Regions from separate parts of the Danio rerio genome. Here region 2 is linked to region 1. A link is a contact called in public Micro-C data. All regions are on one chromosome and are shown on one strand. The core of a region is the stretch at or near the end of the contact, and the rest is flanking DNA. Distances in the headings are between cores, read along the strand shown. Region 1 holds the start of grpel1 (GrpE-like 1, mitochondrial). Region 2 holds the start of maf1b (MAF1 homolog, negative regulator of RNA polymerase III b).

Region 1 (3,862 bases), core at 929-3,428:
ATATCGAAGACAGCAAAGGTACATCTATGCTGCCTTCGAAATTCCATCAGGAGAAACCTCCAGAGACAGGATATAAAGTAGAATTTGGATTCGGACATGCCGTGGTGCCTTCCTGACTTGGAATGCTGCCTCTGAAGCAAGCATTTTATAGCTTTTGATGCAGTGCATTGTGGTAACTAATGCGAAATGACATCACTTTCAATGTACCAATGCTGGCCAATTTCATGCAATTTTAAAAGGAGGCTCATTGACAGAATGAATAACATTTACATTAAACTGGGTACTAGAGCAATTCAAAACAGAAAAAAGTGAAAGACATGGGATGTAGTTAAGTATGGTGACCCATACTTGAAATTTGTGCTCTGCCCTTGGAGCAGTTGGGGGAATCAGTGTCTTGCTCCAGGGCTGTGGTATTGAGGCAGGTGAGAGAGAACAGAACCATCCCTAAACTTTTACCACAAAGGCGGGTGCATGAATTTGTCAGTTCCTTTCACTGGAACTGAAGTTACATCCCCACATCATACACCCCACCAAACTTTACACTTGACACTGTGCAGACAGAGACGTACCGTTCTCCAACCTCTAAATGACTTCAATTTTGTTAAAATACCCCTAATAGTTGTTCGTGGAATATTATGTAGTAGGCCTGAATGATAAATCGACATGAAATTGCATTTGCAATTTAGCAAAAGCTGCAATTGTCTTGTACATCATGTGAGGAAAGTACAGAGTCACACAGAACAACCAAATATGTCCAGAAGGAAACCAGGAAATACAAGTCTATGGGAAATCCATATAGTGTAGGATAATGACTCAAAGAGATAAATAAACACATGACCATGACAACATAGAGTTTATTTAAAATATGTAGATGCAACACTATTCTCTCTGTTTATTAGAATGCTATTGTGAATTATGTTGCATGCTTTATTCTGTGTAAGTACACAATGTAAATTATTAGTGGCATTTGCACATGCTTTCAGGTCTTAGTTCACCAAGAAGCTACACAAACAGCTGCCAATATCGCAGAATGATTATTTGAGATTTGACTGATGTATACTGAATTGTAGCTCTATACTACATAATTCATGTTAGAATTTTAAAAATAAAAAGCAGCCTATAAAATTAATCTATAATATATATATATATATATATATATATATATATATATATATATATATATATATATATATATATATATATATATATATATATATATACTCCATACTTCAAAAATGTATCATATCCTGAAATTGTTTTTCGAAATCAGAAATAACGTCAGACAACAAAATGCACAAATACAAGCTCACTACAACAACTCCTGAAGCAGGTCAACTTGTACAAATGCAGACAAAATGTATGGCATAATCACAGTTTATAAACAAATTGCTTACAGACACAGAAGCGTCTCTATGAAATAAAATATGAAATTTCATATGAATTTCAATGGGAAACTTTTGGAAAACTTCCATCTCATGGAAACGTGTGAAACTGATTCACTGAATGTCACTGAGCCTAAATCAGGAAACAAATTGGGATTTCCCTACCTCAATCTACAGTTGACCTGCTGTCCAAGAGACAGACAAAGCTGAGGCACAGGATTACTGTCCTAAATTTAAAGAGTAAACAAGTCAGCTGTCTGCTTAACAGAAGATTCAGGCATTTTTCTTTGTATTTGAATACAGACAAGCTTTTTTTATTATTGCAAAAAAAAAAAAAAATTGAAGAAATGATACATTAAACAATAAGCCTTTTTATATAGATTCCATCATTCGTGTTACTTATGTCAGTGCATCTCTTTTAACATTCGCTATTAATATTTAATAGCCTATATCATGGCTGCATCTACATTTTACATTATTCAGAGAGCAAACACGTGGGATCCAGTCCAGTTAATTACAATTCCTTAATCATATTATAGATTTATTCATGTGTGTTTTCTTAATAATCGAACATAGAGTGATGTAAAATCCTCATGTTAGTTGAGTAATGGCAGTATGCGGTAACCTTCAGTGGGCCAGGCAAATACCCCGTCCTGTGTCACGTGTAAAATGTTTCGACCTTCCTCTCAACCAAACTACAGAATTGCGTCAGTTTAGACTGGGACGATTATTGGTCCTGCCCGACAGTCGTGAAAGAACTGCACATGTGATTGGTTGAATGAGACGACGTTCCGTGCGTGTGTCTCATCTTGGACAGTCAGTGAGTAAAGATGGCGAACTGGTGCGTGCGCGCGATCAGACACAGCTCTTCAATCTTAGCGTCCCCTTCACTAGTAAGGTATGTTTCAGCTTTGCTAAGGCGTGTTGTTGATGTCAAAGCTTGGGTAATTTTTTGGGTTTTAAGGAACAAATGAATGAATGTTCTTGCTGTTGCGTAAGCTGTTCAGAATTGAATGATTCGTGCTGATGTTCAATGACCATCAGTTTACCTTACTTTCATTTTAATGACAGTTTGTGACAGTCTTGCGTGTTGCCCTGCCAAATACACTTACGTTTTTTTTATTAGTCAGAAGTGATCATTGATAACGCAGTGAAGTTTGCTTTACTGGTCTTTCAGGTCTGTCCTATTGCATATCTTTCTTTACAAAAAAGTATGTGACCTGAGTTTAGGATGTAGGTTTCAGTTGTATTATGCTTTTTTATTGTAAAAGAAAATAGTTTTCCCTCCTTGGCATGTCAGTGACAGACTTGTTTCCGACACGTGCTTGTGTCAAAGCTAGATCTGAAGACTTACTGGTGTACAGTACTGCCAGTGTTTCATTCTCCTAACTGATATTTTTCAGTTATCTCGAATAGGCATGGGCCGGTATGAGGTTCTGACAGTATAATAACCTTGAAAAAAATATCACGGTTTCACGGTATTGTGATTACTGCTTCAAAATATATTCTTTTTAAATGTCAGAGTAAAAAACAACTGTTTCCCCCCTTTGAACACAATAACTTATATCTTATTTTGAGAAGCATTTAAAGTATTTTGAAGCATGTCAGGCTGAAAAATAATTATTCATCGTCTTCATTAGTTACAAAAACACTAATTTCTTTAAAATTTAAAACAGCATATTGGGTAGCTTTTCTGCTGAAGATACTATTGTCCCAAAAAAAAAAAAAAACATAAATAAAAACATCTTTCATATACCTTAGGAACGGTATAGCAGAAAATTTTGGCGGTTTTAAAAACTTGACTTTTCCGAGTCGTGGTATACATTTGAAAACGGTGTTTTCCTCCCATGCCTAATCTCAAATCCCATGTATTCGAAATATAATTAAGCCATTCAAAGCATAAACCTTTTTTCTGTAATTCATTACATGCTTAGATCTAAAGCTTAAAATATCTGTTTAGTGTTGACAGCTTCACATGCACTGTAAAAATCCCACCTAGCGTTACTGATATATTGGAAGTGAACAGTTTAAGTTGTAACACTACTCCCTGTTAGATATCATTAAGACATTATATTACCTCTACATAAACTCCAAGTAGGAATCAATTTTGCAATCTTTTTAAAGTCGTTCATGTTCCAAGTTCTGACAAAAAAAAAATCAATAAATATTTTGAAGTGGGAAACCTGAGCTTTTTTAATCTATAATCTATCTTTTATCTTAATAGTTAATCATAATTAATCAATAAACTGTCTATTAAATCCACTGTTTAATAAAATATGATATAATTAAAATACAGTAGGGTTGTCACGGTGGCGCGGTGGGTAGAACGATTGCCTTACAGCAAGAAGGTCGCTGGTTCGAGCCCTGGCTGGGTCAGTTGGCATTACTGTATGGAGTTTGCATGTTCTCCCTGTGTTTGTGTGGGTTTCCTCCGGATGCTACAGTTGCCCCTCACAGTCCAAAAACATGCACTAAACAGT
Region 2 (3,637 bases), core at 51-2,550, 330 kb before region 1:
TTTTGCATATCAAAATGATTGAACGAATGTTTACAGAAAACTTACAAACACCAAAGGTGAGTATTCATATTCATACCTGCCAATGATCTGAGCATCTCCAGTTTCAACACACAGCTGAGAGCTCAAAGCCTCAAAACGGGAATTCTCTAAAAGCTTCATAGCTGCAAAAGAGAACAGAGGGATTTGCGATGTTTCGTGTTTGCGAATAATCAGGTTCACTGCAAATTATTCATTCAAGTTGAAATAAAACACTGACATCGAGAAGCACAGGTGGAAACAGTTGGCAGAGTGTAGAGTTGCTTATTTACATACAAAGTAAGTACATTACGTTCCTTAAAGATAAATGTACCCATGGACACATTTGACTACATAAATCGATACAATAATGCATTACCAAAAGCAATGCTTTAATTGAAATATACAATTATTTCAATGTTTAAAGATTGTAAAAAAAAAAAGTAAAATGAATAGATTATACTATTAATATTATAGCAAAAAGGCGTATTATTTGTCGACATAAATGAAAACAATGATCCTAGCCCATTTGCCCCCTCCCCCACCAACCCATCGAAACACTTCCTACTTATATCGACCTGGGTGTAACATTGAAGCAGTAAAGGTAAAAAAGAAAGTAAAAAGGGGACATTTTACTAAAGAAAAAAACAGTAAGCAGGACAATATTAGACTAAGAATAGGCGAGTTGATTGTGGTAATGAACACATTCACAGTTAGAGTATAGCAACATCAGCTGACCTAATTTACATTGACCATTTATGCAGTTAGTATTGACGACATAAAATCTTATTCATTTGTTGAACTTACCTTTCCTGTTGTACACCCACTTCCAGATAAAACAATATATATAAATATATATTTGAGGAAAGAAGGGCTCACGGGCCGTTTGGTTTACAGAGCTGCTCTTTTAACAACACAAAACGAGCTCAAATGCTCTGGCGTCTACGCGCGCAGTTGATTGTATATCAAATAAGTTGCACAATGTAATTTCAGTATATGTGAAAATGACTCGGTCGAGATTGACATATTCTGCAGGCGTTTTCTCTTATCTCAAAGCCTCTACTTACGACTAAACTTAACATAAAACCCAGCGATTGTGTCGAGCTCCAAGTCAGCGACTGCAGCAGCAGCATCCCCTTATTTGACCTACAACAAATGTACCTTCTGAAAACGAGATAAGCGTCGCTTTAAATGGCGCGAATTGCTCGAGCGACGCTTCAATTCGCGCTTGTACCCAATCGTTTGAGAATATTTCTCCTGTTTCTTGTCATATATCCGTGAAAACATCGACCGCATCCAACACCAGTCACTATATCCGAAAACAGTTATAAGCCACGCCTCTCAGCAGTCTTTACATTTCCGTTGAACATGACCACACCTACTATGTGTGTCGTGTAAAATAATATGGACTTTTCTATTGGCTATTTAGTCTGTCAATTAAATGTTCTGTTCATTCTATTGGCGAAATGGGCACATTATTTAAATGAACAGAGAGCGATTGAACGTTTTCTGAATTCTTTGTAAAGTGTTTGTTTGCGTACATATTATATTTTTTTATTAGTGGAGCAAAAATGGTATCATTGAAACTGTTTAAACACAGATTATTAAGAATTGAATGCATGAATATCTGCATGAATAGAAGCTGTTGAGATGTTTCGAGAAGGTGTTTGAAATGCAATGCGGTAACTTGATCCTCTGCTACTAGAGACGTGACAATTAGGACGTAGTCTCAAGTTTATGGATGAAGTGACAAATAAAGCTAAATGTATATTCGTATTATTATTATATGTGTTTTCTATTGTTTTTCAAACCCAGGGGGTTCAATCATGGACCCTCAAATAATTATCATGTGTCACCCATCTGAAAATGAAAAAAACAAAAACAAACATAGGCTACATCTAGTTTCTTGTTTAAGATGTAAGATCCAGCTTATACTTTCATGAATCAATATAAAAATACTAATTAAATAAAAAATATATTATTTGGAAAAATTAAATTTAATAAATGTGAATTTTAACTAATTTATAGTTTTGTACTTATTTATATATACAATATTTTTTTATTTTGGATTAGTTATTTGTGTCATACTTCAACATTTTCAAATGCTTTCCTGTATACATATTATAATTAGGCTATTTGATTAATTAAATGTTTAAAAAAATTTCTTTCAACAATGATAATCTTTTAATAAAAAGCAAATCAGATATTAATCGTTCATTTTAAATAATTTATTATCATCTGTCATTTTTATCAATTTGCAATTTTTCATCTAAAAAGTTTATTTTCATTCTTTTTGTAATAATTAAACTGTTTTAAAAAAAATAAACATTTATTTTAACATTGTTATAGATTTTCCACCAGTCTAAAAATGTGTCATAAACAACTGAAAAAATTAACAACAATCATTTGTGTGTGTGTGTGTGTGTGTGTGTGTGTGTGTGTGTGTGTGTGTGTGTGTGAAAGTGTTTACTAATTGAGTTAATGTTATTGTGATGTGATTTTATAGGGTTATTTTGAACCAATTAGATTTTAGCTTAGCTTTAGATTTTAATGGAAAGATCTGGATATAACTAATCAAACTATTTATGTTTTACCACTACAATATCATGTTCAGCTGTGATGGTTGAACACCTGGTAACAAAGCAAAAACGATAAAGCTTAACCACGTACAGCTCAGTATTTTTGCAGCATGTCACAGTAACTTACCCACATAATTATCAGCCTAGTTACATTACAGTTAAAGTTCTTGGGATGAAATATAAGCTTGGCTGGCATTAAAAATCGGGATATCCCCTAAGCAGAGTGTATGTGAGTGTGTTTTCAACAGGAGGCGTATTTCTCTCTCACTCACACACACACACTCACACACACACGCGCGCAGATAAAATGTCTGTCTCTGTTGGAGCCGTGTGTTTCTTCCTGCTCTGACGCTCAACTTCCCTCTATCCGAAACTAAAACAAAGATGACAAGGCCGCGACTTTTGCGTAAATGTCCGGATCAGAGAGTTGTAGGACATCTCCAAGCATCATATTAGCGCAGAAACGCTGGCTTGTACTGGGGTGTCAACGCGATAAATCCCCGCCTGAAGTAGTGAGTCGGTGGCGGCGGCATGTCGCTGAGCTCCGGCGGGTGGACTCAAGCATCTCCGCCGGCCCAGTCCTCGTCGTCTCACCTCGGCCACGAGGCCTCGCAGTCGGCATGCAGCACTGTTTTGATGTCGGTGAAGGTGTCGGTATGCCATTCCGGTATACGGCCGCTATGTCTCCCCGGAGCAGGAGACGAATCTCTCCGTCTTCAGCTGAGCATGGACCCCGGGAAAGCAGGGGAATTCCGCCTCGCGCTGCGGGATATCAGCGCTACAGCGGCCGGGCGCAGTGTGGTGAGTAAATGTCCAACTTGCCTGCAGTCTACAGTGCTTTAAACACTGTTTAAAAGTTAAGAAACAACGCAGGATAGTTATATTTTTTAATCCAGTAGTATCTGCTCTGTCATCATTATATGGCGCCCTTTGGCTGATACAGGGAGACAGGACCCACACGAGTGAATCACATGTTGTTTTGCTAGTCTTTGTTATTGAAATCCGCCCTCCACCCCCTAAATTTGATAGTTTGTTGAGAGTTG

What was found. A called contact is a pair of places that touch in the nucleus more often than the background predicts.
Region 2: a contact with region 1 is called in a Micro-C map of caudal fin, with 4 times the contacts expected there. The contact joins the promoter of maf1b here to the promoter of grpel1 in region 1. A contact is called at or near these places in 2 of 18 Hi-C or Micro-C datasets (caudal fin and hematopoietic stem cells) and 2 of 4 datasets of contacts at active chromatin or transcription factors (embryo and gastrula embryo).

What each region holds. Positions count from the first base shown.
Region 1 is chr7:40,091,828-40,095,689 of GRCz12tu, reverse strand. It overlaps grpel1 (GrpE-like 1, mitochondrial), which reads left to right and starts at 2,178. Exons shown (of 4, transcript NM_001037384.2): 1 at 2,178-2,280. The coding sequence starts at 2,213. The region is part of intron 1 of esyt2b (extended synaptotagmin-like protein 2b); the gene reads right to left.
Region 2 is chr7:40,424,148-40,427,784 of GRCz12tu, reverse strand. maf1b (MAF1 homolog, negative regulator of RNA polymerase III b) reads right to left here and starts at 1,300. Exons shown (of 8, transcript NM_001030239.1): 1 at 823-1,300; 2 at 77-161. The coding sequence starts at 159. The region is part of intron 1 of esyt2b (extended synaptotagmin-like protein 2b); the gene reads right to left. shrprbck1r (sharpin and rbck1 related) reads left to right here and starts at 2,914. Exons shown (of 14, transcript NM_001111200.1): 1 at 2,914-3,395. The coding sequence starts at 3,126.